Linked DNA regions of Sus scrofa: region 1 is linked to region 2. A link is a contact called in public Hi-C data. All regions are on one chromosome and are shown on one strand. Each heading gives the region's core, a stretch centred on a gene start, on an enhancer-like site or on the middle of the called end of the contact. The rest is flanking DNA. Distances are from core to core; before and after follow the strand shown. Region 1 has its middle 76 kb from the start of ZNF532. Region 2 overlaps LOC106509065 (a long non-coding RNA gene).

What was found. Hi-C and Micro-C count contacts between places; a contact is called where the count stands out from the background.
Region 1: a Hi-C map of omental adipose tissue shows a contact between it and region 2, with 1.9 times the contacts expected there. The contact joins two enhancer-like sites. A contact is called at or near these places in 4 of 47 Hi-C or Micro-C datasets (embryonic fibroblasts, omental adipose tissue and subcutaneous adipose tissue).

Annotation. Positions count from the first base shown.
Region 1 is chr1:162,058,684-162,066,145 of Sscrofa11.1, forward strand. No RefSeq gene overlaps it. Among named protein-coding and RNA genes, the nearest start is that of ZNF532, 76 kb to the left of the region's middle. Within about 2 kb of position 2,073, at least 34 of the 83 cell types and tissues checked have an H3K27ac peak or open chromatin away from gene starts, as enhancers often do. A contact at or near this core is called in omental adipose tissue, where this site is marked.
Region 2 is chr1:161,556,248-161,563,574 of Sscrofa11.1, forward strand. The region is part of intron 2 of LOC106509065 (a long non-coding RNA gene); the gene reads right to left. CCBE1 (collagen and calcium-binding EGF domain-containing protein 1) reads left to right here. Exons shown (of 12, transcript XM_021099901.1): 12 at 1-292. Among named protein-coding and RNA genes, the nearest start is that of LMAN1, 47 kb to the right of the region's middle. Within about 2 kb of position 4,429, at least 8 of the 83 cell types and tissues checked have an H3K27ac peak or open chromatin away from gene starts, as enhancers often do. A contact at or near this core is called in omental adipose tissue, where this site is marked.

The DNA of each region.
Region 1 (7,462 bases), core at 823-3,322, 500 kb after region 2:
AATCTGGAAGATGTCATGATATTATGTGTCACATTGAAGAGACTCAGTCACCCATTCATGAGTGAGGTGACTTTTTATTGTTGGCACATCATCAACACAGAAGAACCCAGGGTCCAGTAGCACAGAGCACGTAAGCCTGCATCTAATCCCTAAGCGGATCTATGCCCTCCACCTCCAAATAAAAAGATCCCATTCATTTCTCACTGGAAGGAGTGGGACCCCAACTAGCATCTTTCTCGTGACTCTCACTCAGCACAGCTGTCCTCAGACTTGTCAATAGTCCACAAAGCGCTTAACTTCCTCTGGCTTCACTTTCGACTTTGCAGGTAGGGTTGTTGTGAGAGTTGAGATGATTCATGTGTGTTGAATGTGGAACATAGTGCTTGGTGCACAGTAAGCAACAGTAACACTGTCTTTGACCCTCTGGCCTTGAAGAAGGCACCTCTTATCTCCATGGCTCATCTTAAGCCAGGGCACAAAGACTATTAACCTTGATTCACAGACATAGAGGTGGAAGCTCAGAAAGGTTCGATAACATGCCCAGGGTGGCCCAGCCAGTTAGACAGTGCCATCTGGATTTGAACTCAAAGCGCTCGGCAACACACAAGCTCTCCAAAGCATCCGCTGTCTCTCCTGCCTCACAGTATTATAATTGTTTTGCCTCGCCTGAATCCCTGGAGATTTGTTCTGTAGAGACAAGTCCATTATGTGAGTGCATTTGAAATCTGCTGGAGGCAGTCCTTCAGTGCCCGGCTTTTAGTGCCTATTAGGCAGGTGGAGGAAGAAGATCAATGAACGGGGGTGTTTTTGCAGTTCACGTAGGGCTCCGGGAGCTGACTGTATACCCAGATTCTCCAGCAAGGCTGCAGTTTTAAGGCCTCTGAGGAGAACTGCTTTCAACAAAGACAAGGGAGATGGATGTTCCCGTGCTTGTGTGATTTTAGGGGAAAAGGAATATTCTCTCTGGTGTACCCTCTACCTCCAACTCTAGATCAGGATGGTCTGACGTGAAATGTGTCCGAAGAGCCAAGGTTAAAGAATTATTCTTCTGAGGTCCTTACTCTGCCTGGAGTCCTCTTTTCAAAAGAACAAGCCTACAGGAAGGAAATCACCCGAGTGACAGGGCCATCTTCCTGCTAAGGGCTGGGGAGGCCGAGTGGGGAGGGGATGGGGTGACCAAGGAGAGAGGCACTGGCCCCTCAGTGTCCTTCCCCAGGCCTCTTGGGGAATATCTCTGATATAGGTTTCATAATTTTGCTGGGTTTTCTTGCACTTCTTTGCTCCTTTTTGACCAAGAATGGGAAACCAAATGGAGGAGAGCGTGGGGCGTGGATGGTGGAGGATAAGGGAGGAGCTGGCTGCTGGGCTGGGTGGAGGAGGGTGGATGAGAGGGAACACGCGTGTTCACACATGTGCCTCACATACCCCCCCAACACCCCTCTCCCCCCTCACTGCCCCACCCCGCAGCAGTTTTAGAGAATAACAGTGCCACCTGGTGGCTATTTACATGCAAAGATGCCTCTAAACCCTAACTGAAGACTAACAGGAGTTGTGTTACTCTGTACGTGTTTACTCTGGCTTCCCGAGGTCGAAAGCCTCCCTCGTCCCTCCTGTCCTTTCCTTGGAAAAGGAGCCAAGCCCTAAATGTACTTCTGAAAAGTGCTGTGCCGCAGTCCCAGTGGTGCTCTGGGTGAGAGAGACAGTACTCTGAAAACAGCTCCTAAGCAGAACTCCATGTCCTTAGTGTCTTACAACCCTGGCCTTGTGCTTATTTGGGAAAGACGCTACAGGCTTGAGGAGCAGAGATTGTTGAAGAAAAGTCTTGATTTCAGGAAATGATTCCTGCCACTGTGCATTTTTTAAATCTATAATTTACCAGAAGAGCAGAGAACCCTATCAATACCATCAGTTTCTGCTTCTCTGACCCAAGCTTGGACTCTCCGGTATTGGCTCATCTCACTTTGCTATAATTAAAAGAAATGCCGTCCTTTTGCCTCGCCGAGTTCCCAGGCACTGTGCTCGGGGCTAGTGACGTCAGGGTGGGTGCAGACAGACATATGAGGCTTTGTTTTCCTCCCCGGAACTCAGGCCGCTGAGGTCACAGGTGATCTTTATCTCCCTGAATCAATGAGATCGTATATACAGTGAACTTAACTCACTGCCTGGTACCTCAGTAAGTGTCCTGTGACGGCGGCTCTGAATGTACCTAGCAGGCACAGAACTACATGTATGTATAGAACTAATAGCTATTCCTAGGGAGCAACGTGAATTTTTAAAATGCTTTGGGATTTTATAAGGACTCATTACATGGCATCAGAATTTCCAGCTGTAAGATTTTTTATTTGTGTAGGAGTTTAAAGAGTTCTTTCCAAATGCTTACTCGTGAATCTTTGCAAAATCCCCTGGAAGTGACTGGCCAGAAAAGGGAACAGGGGTGGACCATTAATCTGAGTAATAGGGCAGTAGAGTCACAACAAGGAACGAGCAGTTCTTCAATAACCACTCCCCTGCCCCCCGCCCCAGTCTGCAGTAGTAAAACTCCCCTGTAAACAACCTGGGTTTGCAGTCTACGTTCTAGGTAAGGGAGACTCCTTATTTGTCCCAAGGTGGGGACAGAGTAAAGCTCTGAAAAAATAATTCTGGATGAGCCTGTGAGCAGGATAACAGGGAGGAGAGTGGAGGGCTTACATGGTCCTTTCTCTACCCATCCCCCCACCCCCACCCCCCAGCAACTAGTACTGGTGAAATTGTGTGAAAATGAGTATCAGGAGAGTCTTTGGGAGTGGACGAAGATAGGCGAGCTGAAAGGGTCATCAGATGGGCTTGCAGGAGGCTTTGGGGGAGAATCCGTTTCCTTGGCTTATTCAGCTTTTTAGGCCGCCTGGGTTCCTTGGATTGTCACTCCTTCCTCCATCTTCAAAGAGCACCCCTCCAGTCCCTGCTTCTGTTTTCACCTGGCCTTTTCCTTTCACCTCTAGCTCTCTCTACATTCTTTGTGATGACGTTGGCTTGCCCAGGTAATGTGGCATCATCTCTCCATCTCAAGATTGTTCATCACATTTGCAAAACGCCCCGTGCCGTGCGCCGTGGCATTCCCTGTTCCAGGGGATTAGGATGTGGACATCTTTGGGGGCCCTTATTCTTCCTCCTTCACTGGGATATCAGGGCAGGTATTTTGAAGACTGAATTATGTTTTGAAGAGGAACTTCCGTAACACAGAGATCTTTCCATAACATCAACTTCTCTACAGGGCTGTGGACTGTAACCCACAAATTGCCCATTGGGGTTCTGAAATATGCATGTGTTTTCCACCCTGGGGGCAAGGGAACCTTCCTGAGCCAGGGGTGGTGTGGCCCTGGAGCTGTACAAATTCCTTCCTCCAGAAAGCAGAGAAAGCCCTTTCAAATCCAGCTACCAGCCAGGCAGGCCCCAGGTTGAGGGGGAGATGCCCTTAGCCACAGCAGTCGTGGAGAATAGAAAAGAGATTTTATAACCAAGGTGCACTGAGTTCTTTTTGGCTGTCTCTGGCGAGACTTTCTGGCTTTGAGTTAGTGAAAGGCAGCCAGGTTTCACATGTGAGTATTTTCTTCTGCTTCGTAAGGAAACCAGTTCCAAGGTAAGAATTCTCAGTGGAAAAGGCTGGTTTCAGAATGCTTTCAAGTTTGCCAAATCCCACAATCAGCACCACTCGAGAGGAGTGCAGTGGAGCCTCCTGCAGAGAGTAAGGCTACGAGGTAACATTAGCCATTATCATCATTAGGTGTTCAGGTTCTGTCCTGCTCAGCTCTGTAGCTCAGAAGAGGCCAAATACCTGAATGCATTTCATTGCTTAAAATGTTTTGAGCCACAGTTACTCATCACTTCTCACTTATATTCCATTTACATGCTGTACAGCTTCTTTTCATTCTTTTTTTTCTTTTTTGGCCACTCTTCAGCATATGGAGCTCTTGGGGCCAAGGATCAGATCGGAGCCATAGCTGTGACCTACACCGCAGCTGTGACAATGCCAGATCCTATAGCCCACCTTGCCGGGCTGGGGATCTAGTGCTGTGTTCTGATGCTGCCCATTCCATTGCACCACAGCGAGAACTCCCAGATTATTTTCAAAGTGATATTTGAGAGGATTCTGAATAACATGTGGTCCTGTTTCTGCATGTGGGCAGGGATCCCTTTGGGGGTTCTCACTCCCACTTCCAGATGCACTGCAGGCTGTTGGCCAGTGTCTGGGGAAGGCCTGGGGACAGGTCTGGCTGAGATGTACAGGATACCCCCCACCAGCCCTCCGGGCAGGGGTCTGGAAAGTTTGTGGGTGCACAGTAGGCTGAGAGATCTCTTAGGTCCACCTTGGAATTTCTTCTGTATGTTTCTCAGCAAAATCATTTTCCAGGCCTCTGCCTTTTCTTTGAGGTTTACTGTATCCATTTAGCTTTTGTTTATAAAAAGTCACAATAAAAACCTAAATCAGCTATACTTCAATAAAACTTAAAAAAAACAGAAAAACATCTGGAAGTAGGAACCGTATGAATGCCCTTGACAGTGCTGAACCATACCCTTCAAATGATTAAGATGGTAATTTTTTTTTGTTTTTTGTTTTTAAGGCTGCACTCATATCATATGGAGGTTCCCAGGCTAGGGGTCTAATCCAAGCTACAGCTGCCGGCCTACGCCACAGCCACAGCAACATCAGATCTGAGCCGCGTCTGTCATCTACACCACAACTCACCGGCAACGCTGGATCCTTAACCCACTGAGCAAGGGCAGGGATTGAACCTGCAACCTCATGGTTACTAGTCAGATTTGTTTCCACTGCACCATGATAGGAATTCCTAAGAAGATAAATTTTACATTAGGTATATTTGACCATAGTTAAAAGTAATTAAAATAAATTATTAAGGAAAAACACAAAACAAATGAGAGTGAGAGGGATCAAAGGGCCTTTGTTCATGATCTGACACCCAATTCAAGAGACTCAAGTCCAGGGTCACAGCTTCTGGGGAGCCTTCCTCAATCCTGTCACTTTCCCTTGCTGTGTGTGTAGGTTTCAGAGGTCAGCTGGGACTGTAAGCTAACCTTTGGCTCCTGTGCTCTGACCCATCCCCAAAGAAACCCTTGTTGACTGTTCCTCAAGGCAGGAGCCTCCCTTCCAAGAGGCCCAGCGCCTGTGGCCCTGCCCAGGAGGGAGGTTTCTCATTGCTTCTGTGGGGTCATGGAGTGAGAGGTCAGGAGAGGAGGGGGCAAGGGCTTGCTTGTGGCTTGGCCGAGTGGTTGCCAACCACTGCTGCTCACAGCCTTTCCTGAGGCTCTGGGCCTTCCCTTTGCCCTGGGCTGGAGGCCAAGGCCCAGAGTGTGTGGAAGCGCCCAGGTTGGGGGAAAAAAAAAAAAAAGTCCAGACTGAGGGCCAAGATCACACTCGAGCCTGCACTGCCCTCTGCTGGGAATCCCAGTTCATGGCCACCCAGGACTGGAGAGGAGAGAACCTAAGGCAAGGCCAGGCCCAGAGACGGGCAGGCAGGCCCCGGAGGCCTGGGCAGACCCAAGGTCCTGGAAGGCCTCTCTGCAGATTCTTCACCAGCTCCTCTCCTCGGGCCCCAGAGTTTCTCACTGGGGTCTGAGCCACTCTTCAGTGATGTGCAGATGGCATCACCACCCGCAAGCCATCTCCAAGAGACCAGGACTGGGCACTCTCCCCGGAGAGCCAGGTGACCTTCAGCTGTCCCCCAAAGGGTGGGCTTTGGCTCCTAGCGTCACCGTGTGTGCTCATCAGCTGTCTGTCCTTTGCCACATGTCCCCATCTCCTTTCCAAACGGAGTTCTGGGTGCGCTGCCCCATCTCTGTCCCCCCTCATTCCAAGAGTCTCTGAACAGCTTGCCCACCCCAGGTTGTTTCCGCCTGATCCCGCAGCCAGACTGAATTTCCAGAATGTTGTTAAGGTGATGCTATCCTGCCCTTGTCTGACCCCCCTTCAAAGTCAGCCAGTTGCCAAGAGGGTGATGACAAAACAACATGGAATACAAAGCCCACCCTGGTCTTGTTCCTGACTTTCTGTCCATGTTTAACGCCTACCTTACCTCCTCTTGTCTGACAGCTTCCTGCCATTCAAACAAGACGCAGGTCTCTGTTGCCAAACAGCCTGGATCCCTAGACCAGCTGTGCTATTCATTAGCTGACCTTGGGCCAGTTACCTCTCTGTCTCGATTTCCTCATCTGTAAAATGGGGATGATAAGAGTAATAATATGCTTCCTAGGGGGTGTCTTAACGTAAATGATACAATTCGTGTAAAGCACTTAGAACAGTATATGGCACATGGTAGGCACCTTATAAGTTTATTAGTATTTGTTGAAAATCTTGATTTTCAACGAATAATAATTATTTTTGTCCTTTTTGGGCCACACCCACAGCATATGGAGGTTCCCAGGCTAGGGGTCAAATTGGAGCTGCAGCTGCCAGCCCACACCACAGCCTCAGCAGTGTGGGATCTGAGCCGCATCTGTGACCTACACCACGGCTCATGGCAACGCCGGATCCTTTACCCACTGAGCGAGACCAGAGATCAAACCCGCATCTTCATGGATCCTAGTAGGGTTCGTTTTCGCTGAGCCACATCGGGAACTCCTAAATTTTTTTTCTTATGAACATATTTCTGTTTTAAATTTTGAGATCCCCTCTGTTCTCCCATTTCATCTGACATAGCTTGGACTTGAGGGGGTGTACTTCTGGCTTTAGGCCAGGAGGGGGCGCGAGAGACTGATACAGAAACATGTCAACTCCAATAGAAACCAGAGCCGTGATTGCGCTCAGGACCTGCTCTGCCCCCTCTCCTGTCATCAGTGTCCTTCCAAAGGCAGGTTGGGGCTGGAGTCTGACGGAGGGTTGGTTCGCCTGTGAGCTGCTAATCTATTCATTTCCTAGGGCTGTCATAACCAATGATCACTTAATTGGTGTCTTAAAACAACAGATATTTATTTTCTCCCAGTTCTAGAGACCAGAAATCTCAAACTAGTTTACTGGGCGGAAATTAAGGTCTTGGCCGGTTCATTCTCCCTTGGAAGGTTCTAGGGGAGAATCCTTCCTCGCCTTTCCGGTTTGTGCCTGCCTCTTCACACGGCCTTCTCTGTGCCCTTGTCTTCTCTTCTCTTAGAAAGACCCTCATCCTTGGATTAGGGGCCACCCTCACCCAGGATGATCTTGTGTTCAGATCCTGAACTTAATTACATCTGCTAGGATCCTATTTCCAAATAAGGTCCCAGCCACATGTTCTGGGGGGTTAGGAGATTTTTTTTTTTTTTTTTTTGGCAGGGGGGTACCATTCAACCCTCTAAACCTTTCTTTTCTCTGCAGTTTAATGACCTTTTGGGTGGCCCACATTTTATTTTGGTGAAACTGTTAGTAACAGGTACTGAGTTTTTACTATATGCCTGCCTTATTTGTTCTCTCAAGTACCCTGTGGTAGACGATACTGTT
Region 2 (7,327 bases), core at 3,179-5,678:
AATATTACTGATTACTGTTTTAGGGAAATTATAGAAAAAAGACCTTTTAGACATCCCCCAGGGACCTCAGCATTTGTTGTAAGACTCCCCCCCCCCAAAAGGAAGCACGTGGGGAATTCATGTGTGTTGTGACTCTGTTGTTATTCCTTTTGACCAGCCATATACTTCAGTAGCTGTGTTCATTATTTACAGCAGGCCCGTATAACAGCTGAGCTACTATTCAGTTATGGATGTGATATTATGAAGTATTTTGATAAGATTATATATATGCTTAATAACAAAGTTATTTTTCTTATGTGGTTGTGCTGTGTTTTGTCCTGATGCCCAGTCCTGAAGGAGCAGGCTTTTCAGAAGAAGAGTTCAAGGTGATGGAGAGAGCCATTTCTCTTGGGAGCAGGAACATGCATGCTGGGTAGGCCACCTCCTGGGGGGCTGAGTGGCAGTCCCAACACTGACATCTGAGTCAAGGTCTAAGGGCCCAGGTTCCACTGAATCTAGTCTCAGAGGCCATCATCCTCAGCTAGGGGTTCCTCTAGGGCCCCCCAGAGTGGGGTTTTCAAGCCAAGAACTCTCTGGGGATCACAGGAGATGCCTTAAGGGGAGGCTTGTGAGAGGCACCACAAGCAACTCAACCTTCAATTGGTTTTGGATTAGAATTCCACCTAAGGTTTCCTTCAGAGGGGAAAAAAAAAAGTTAACTACCTAAAAAGAAGTTAAAAAGAGTTGAGGGAGGGAGTTCCTGCTGTGGTGCAATGGGACTGGGGACATCTCTGCAGCGCCAGGACGCAGCTTCAATCCCCAGCCGGGCATAGTGGGTTGAAGGATCCAGTGTTGTCACAGTTGCGCGTAGGTCACAACTGCAACTGGGGATCTGACCCCTGTCCTGGGAACTCCCTATGCTTCAGGGCAGCCAAAAAGGGGGGAAAGGGGGGTGGGGAGAAAGCCCCATGAGTTGGTAGCTGAAGTTTCTTCTATGTGAAGATAAGAGGAAGGGAATTTTCATCAATTGGGCCCCACTGGAGGCAGAGTTATATAATACAGAGGGAGGTTACCTTGAAGAAATGTGTAGCACTCTAGCAGGATGCTTTTAGCATCCCAAAGTTAACCTGTATTTATACGTCTCACTTTCCTTTAGCAAATATTTATCATATAATGCTTGTTGTCAGCTGTACAGTACATCACGCACTGCAGACCCAGGGGAGCAAAACATCATAATCCCCATCCTCCTGGGGATTTTTTGGCAAAACAGATATGGATCCTTCCAGGCAAATTAATTACATAAACATGCAGTTACAAGCTGTGATAAGAGCTGTGAATGAAAAGTGTTGCAGGAGCCAGTAGGAACCACCCTTCACTCCCAGTGCCCTTCTTCCCGAAGTCACATGCACACAGCACCCAACAGCATCACCCCAGAGCCGCACAAGATCTCTGCCCCTCACAGAGGAAAGCCTCATGAATCCTCTGGAGGAAACAGCAGTCAACGGAAATCTGCAAGACTCCTCCATATGTGATGGTTTCAGCCTTCTTAATTTAGAAAACAACTTCGCGAACCAGAAGCCAGGTGACGGCTGGTGGACATCCCTTTTGTGCAGTTGGCTGGTAACCTCATGTGCTCCAGTCTCAATTCCCAGCAGAATGTGAGGCTCACTGCCTCCCAGCCAGGACCCCAACGTTTTGAAAAGGCTTGCCATGCTTTGGGACTGCTCCCATCCCATGAGCAGCAGACTTCACCAGCTGTTCACATTTAGATATGAGGGTATCAGGTGGCCAGGTGGGAACATGCACTCAGTGGCTGGGGCTCCACTTAAAAAAGTGACCCAGCAAGGGTAGGTGGGGGCAGCTGCAGGCAAGCTGCACAGGTCTGGGGAGCCAGTTAAGATGGGAGGAAAAGCAGTGTGTTCCTTTCCTGGGGCTGCCAAAGCAAAGTACCATAACTGGGAGCTTAAACAACAGCAATATAGTTTCCTACAGTTCTGGAAAGCCAGTGGGTGTCAGTAGGGTGGGTATCTTCCAGAGGCTCCGAGAGAGAAGCCACCACATGCCTCTCTCTGGTGTCTGGTGGTCCCTGGACCATCCCAGGATGTTACCTGCCTCTGATGTTGCATGCTTTTCTACCTCGATGTCTTTGTGTCCCTGTCCCTTCATGTGGTGTGTGTTCTGTGTTCTACACATTTTCTTAGACAATACTTATTGGGGGAGTTCCCATTGTAGCTCATCAGTGACGAGCCCAACTAGTATCCATGAGGACACAGGTTTGATCCCCGGCCTCACTCAATGGGTTAAGGATCTGGCATTGCGGTGAGCAGTAGTGTAGGTTGCAGACATGGCTCAGATCTGGCATTGCTGTGGTGTAGGCCAGCAGCTTCAGCTCCAATTCGAGCCCTAGCCTGGGAACTTCCATGTGCCATGGGTGTGGCCCTAAAAAGACAAAAAGAAGACACAACTTATTGAATGGGGGCCTACGCTAATCCAGTATGACCTTTTCTCAGTTATATCTGCAAAGACCCTATTTCCCAATAAGGTCACATTGAGAGGTTCTAGGTAGACATGAATTTGGGGAGGACACTATTCAACCCAATACAAGCAGAAACTTTCCCCTGTCCATTGGCTCTCATCACCCTGCTTATTTCCTTGAATAGTATTTTTTCCTAATCTAAAATTCTTACTGGCTCCCTTCATTCAAAGAGAGTTTACTGAAGGCCAAGGATAGAGCAGTGATAGCACAAAGTCCCTGTTGTCATGGAGTTTACCATTTGCTCGAGAAAGACAAACAGATATGTGTTAGGCTTCTCCAGAGAAACAGAACCAATAGGATATATATGTGTGGATGAATGGATGTACACATAGAAAAAGAGATTTAAAGGACTGGCTCATGTAATTGTAGAGGCTGGCAAGTCGAAAAACTGTAGGGTAGGCTGGAGACCCAGGGAAGAGTTGATGTCACAGTTTGACTCCAAAGGCAGACTGCTGGCAGAATCCCTTCTTCAGGGTTAGTGTTTTGTACTAAAGCCTTCAACTGGTTTGATGGGGCCCACCCACATGACATACGGCAGTCTGCTTGATGCAAAGTCTACTGATTTTAATTTTTTTGGCCGCACGCATGGCACGTAGAAGGTCCCAGGCCAGGGATCAAACCTGCGCCACAGCAGCAACCCAAGCCACTGCAGTGACAATACTGGATCCTCAACCTGCTGCACAAGAGAACTCCAAAGTCTATTGATTTAAATGCTCATCTCAGAGTTCCTGTCATGGCCCAGTGGGTTAAGAACCTGACTAGTATCCATGAGGATATGGGTTCCATCCTAGCCTCGCTCGTGGGTTAAATGATCTGGTGTTGCTGTGAGCTTCAGTGTAGGTCGCAGACATGGCTCAAACCTGGCATTGCTGTGACTTTGGTGTAAGCCTGCAGCTGCAGCTCTGATTTAACCCCTAAGCCTGGGAACTTCCATATGCCACAGGTACAGTCATAGAAAAAAAAAAAAAAAGAAAAGAAAAAAAAAAAAAAAAGCCTTCACAGAAACATTTAGAATCATATTTGACCAATTATCTGGGGCCTGGTACCAAATCTAGGCCTAGCCAAATTGACACATAAAATAGAACATTACAATGTGTATCAGTGTTAAAAAGAGCCTTGAGGGGAAATAAAATGGCAGAAGGGTAGAGTGATGTGGGTGGGAGTAGCTATTTTAGGTGGGGTCTTCTGGAAAGACCTCAGCAACAAAGGGGTTGTAAGCAGAGAGCTGAATGGAGGGAGAGGTAAGCACACAGAGGTGTGAGCAAGACCCTGAGGAGGCCATGCTTGGTGTGATCAAAACAAGGGATCATCATGGCTGAGACAGAGGAAGCCAGGCACGAATGGCAGGAAATGCCTTGGGGAGGCAGCTGGAGCCCAGGTAGAGGTTTAAGGGCCTCTGTTAGGACTTCACATTTCCTTCTGGACCCACAGAGGGGTTTTGAAGGGGTAAGGGCGGAAGCAGAGAAACCCACTGGGAGACTACTGAGGCAAAGTCTGTAATTCTCAACTGTCTCCCTTCGTGAGAGTTTACGCACCAATGCCTGCTCTGGGCTTTGGGCAGGAGAGAATCGGGTTAATTTAGGACACTGACAGAGGGAGTCAGGAATGCACATGTGGCTATTATATTTCAATTATTTAATCCCTTGCGCCTGCTACTTTGTTAAATATGGTTTCCCTGGGAAAGGGCACATCTTAAGATACCATCAAATAAAACACACCTCTCTGTGAACATTTTATAAGGAACCAGGTCGCAAGCCAGCTGAAGGGAAAAGAGAATTCCTGGAGGGAGGGTGGAGACCACCGTGGAGGGGTGGAAGAGGTAAACACACGCTTTGTAAAGCAGGTGGCTACTATTTGGGAGCCTGGTTCCCAGAGACGGGACAGAAACGAAGTCCACGCAGCCCGACCACTCAGCTGAGCTGGATTCGTGCCTGTTCCCACATGGTGCAATGCCCTCTCCAGTATCCCCAGGCGAGTCAGGGACTCCGGATTCTCATCCGTTTCTGGCCAGGTGACAGCTTATGTTTTGAATACTAACTTCTCCAGTTTGTTTTCTGTGGCTTTTTATCCCCTTCTGCCTCTAACATCACTGCCAGCCACACTGGGAGTGAACGCTGGATGGGGAAATGAGTAAGCCAGAAGGAAAGTTGTATCTATGGAGTCATGTTTTGTTTTATAAATAGTCCTTATGATATATGAGGATGGAACTAGTTCCAAAGTCAAGTTCTGTTGGTTTTGTCTTTTTTTAACTGTGACCCAGGGGGGTTCTTGCTCTCTGCTTTGCCTCTCCCTCCCACCCCCACAGAAACACAGTAAATGTGCTGGATCTGCCCGGAGTCAGCTCAGAGATGGCCATGGACCTCTTTAGCCCCAGAATTCTGGAGCTCATGCCCAGCATCTTGCTGGGCTGCCATCATGCCGTGTAATTGAAAGACCATGTCATGTGGAATACTCTTCCCCTGTGTCAATGGGGTCATTTATGTACAATTCAGAAATAGTCTCTGCCAAAACCAGCAGAACCATATATGTGCCTGGTGAGAGCCATGTGCGGGTAATTTGCCTTCAGGAAAGTCTGGAGAAGAGAAAGGTGCTACAAATTGAATTAGGCTCAGATTGTTCAGAAAGGAAATAACAGCTGGAAAACATTTCAAACAGATTCCTGCGAGGAGCCTTCCAAGGCCAGCCGCCAAGTACATTTTTCTTTCCGGGCTTATTTTATGGCGCTGTTGGCTGGTGCAGACCACACCACCAGCCAGATTGACACATCCTTATATATAAATACAGAGCAGAGGATGAGAGCCTTTGGCCTGATGGGATTTGATTGGGGGTGTTCCAAATAAATGCAAGTAGCCGCAGGTAATTGGCTTTCCCAGCTACAGGGACATCCTTCTACAAGGATCAAATCCGAGGTCAGAAGGGGGGCGCTTCCTCTGCGCGAGTCTCTGTGGAAGCATCAACCCTCGCTTTGTCGCACCTGGGTCTTCCTCTGCCTGAGATAAAAATTTCAAGCACAACGGCTGTACTTCCTCTGCTTGGTTCTCTGAGGACTGGCCTTGAGATTCACTCAGGGGCCTGTCTATGGTCAGATGGGACTAGAAGGCTACAGCTATGTTGCTCCCCCTCAGAGAGGTATGTGGGTGCTCCTCCCTCAGGCAGTTGAGTTTCTTGCCTGTTGCTTGATTCCCAAAGTCCCCAGTGAGGCCAAGGAATCCGGTTACTCTTGTGAGGGGTGTGATGCCCCCCAGGTTCCTCAGGGCGAAGGGGGTGGTGGTCAGGATCCTGGAGCCATGGAAGGGACCCCAGAGGTGTGAAGGACCACCCCTTGGAGGGCATGGGGATTCTGCAACCGACAACCCAAACTGGAAAGCCTCCCCACTGCCCCCTCGACACCCCCCCTCCCTGCCCCCGCGCGGCCGCCGCCCTGAACCTGAAATTCTCACCACTCACTTCCCTTCTTTGGGACCATTCACTCTGGTGACTGCTTTTAGGAGCTGTTTATCCATTAACCAGCAGGTACGTGGATAAGTCAGTCACCTTACTGTATATTAAGACCCAAAGAGAAAGCAGTTTTGAGGGAATTTGTGAAGTATAATGAGAGAAACACAGGACTAGTCTCAGAGCTAAACTAGCACGGCTCATTCCAGGGAAGGAGGGCGGATTGTAAGAAAAGCCGAGGCAGCAGCCTGGGAGCTTTATTCTCCCAAATGCACCTCTCTTCCAGTTCAATGAATGTTCCCTCCACTACCCATCACTGTGAAATGGGGGCGTTCTGAGTCACTTCTGTTATTAGTCAGGTGACTCCCATGTCATACGAGGGGAACACAAAGGAATGAGTTCAGCCTCACCTGCAACAATTTGGATCAGGGCTGCATCCAGGTCAGGATTATATGCCCGGGGCTTCTCCACCTTCTACCCCTTGCTGGCTTCAAAGACAAGGTCCATGTTTTCTCCCAAATGGAATCTAGAGGCTCTGTGGGGAGGTAGTTGGGCAAATCTGTCTCCTCCTCTTCATCATAAACTTTTTGAGGACAGGAATTGACCATCTTCATAGCTTCCAGGAACCTAGAACATTACCTGATGTATGCACGTTAAGAGTTCAAAAAAATATTAGCAGGAAGCAACCACAGTTAAGAGCGGACCCCAGTTACTTCCATTCATTCAACTATTCAACAAATTAACTGCCCCCTATGTGACATGCACTGTGGTGAGCACTGGGTTTATAATAAATATCAAGACCACCTCTGGTCCCTGTCTTTCTGGGATTGTACAGGCTAGTGAATGAAGTCCCAGGCCTGTATGGATACATACGGAAGGCCCAACACCTTTTCAATTTTTGTACAGGATTTTCCCAAGGATCTTTATTTTACAACTCCAAACTGGATTCCTCATTCTCAACACCACCTGCTCTGACTTTCACCCATTTTAAGGGAAAGCAACCACCTGGTCACACTGGCCAACAAGATAAGCCTGTTACATGCTTCTCCTGCTCTAAGTGTGTATTTACAGATGAGTTTAGCAAGCTGTGAAGCCTGCTCAGGACATGGAATTTTCTGAACCAAAACCATGTCTTGACCTTGCACCGAGGACAAAATGCACAAGGAACCCCCACATCCTAGAGATCATCTTAAAACAGGCAGCAGCCACCTGTGGAAATCAGCAAATTCTCAGACCCAATTAGGAGATCCTCCAAAACTCTGCCTCAGGTCTGGAATGGACAGCATCCAGCAACTCACCTTTACCCCCAGAACGGGTGAGCTGGATTCTGAAAAGGGGACCGACCAGAGCTCTCCTACTTTATCTAGCTGTGGCATT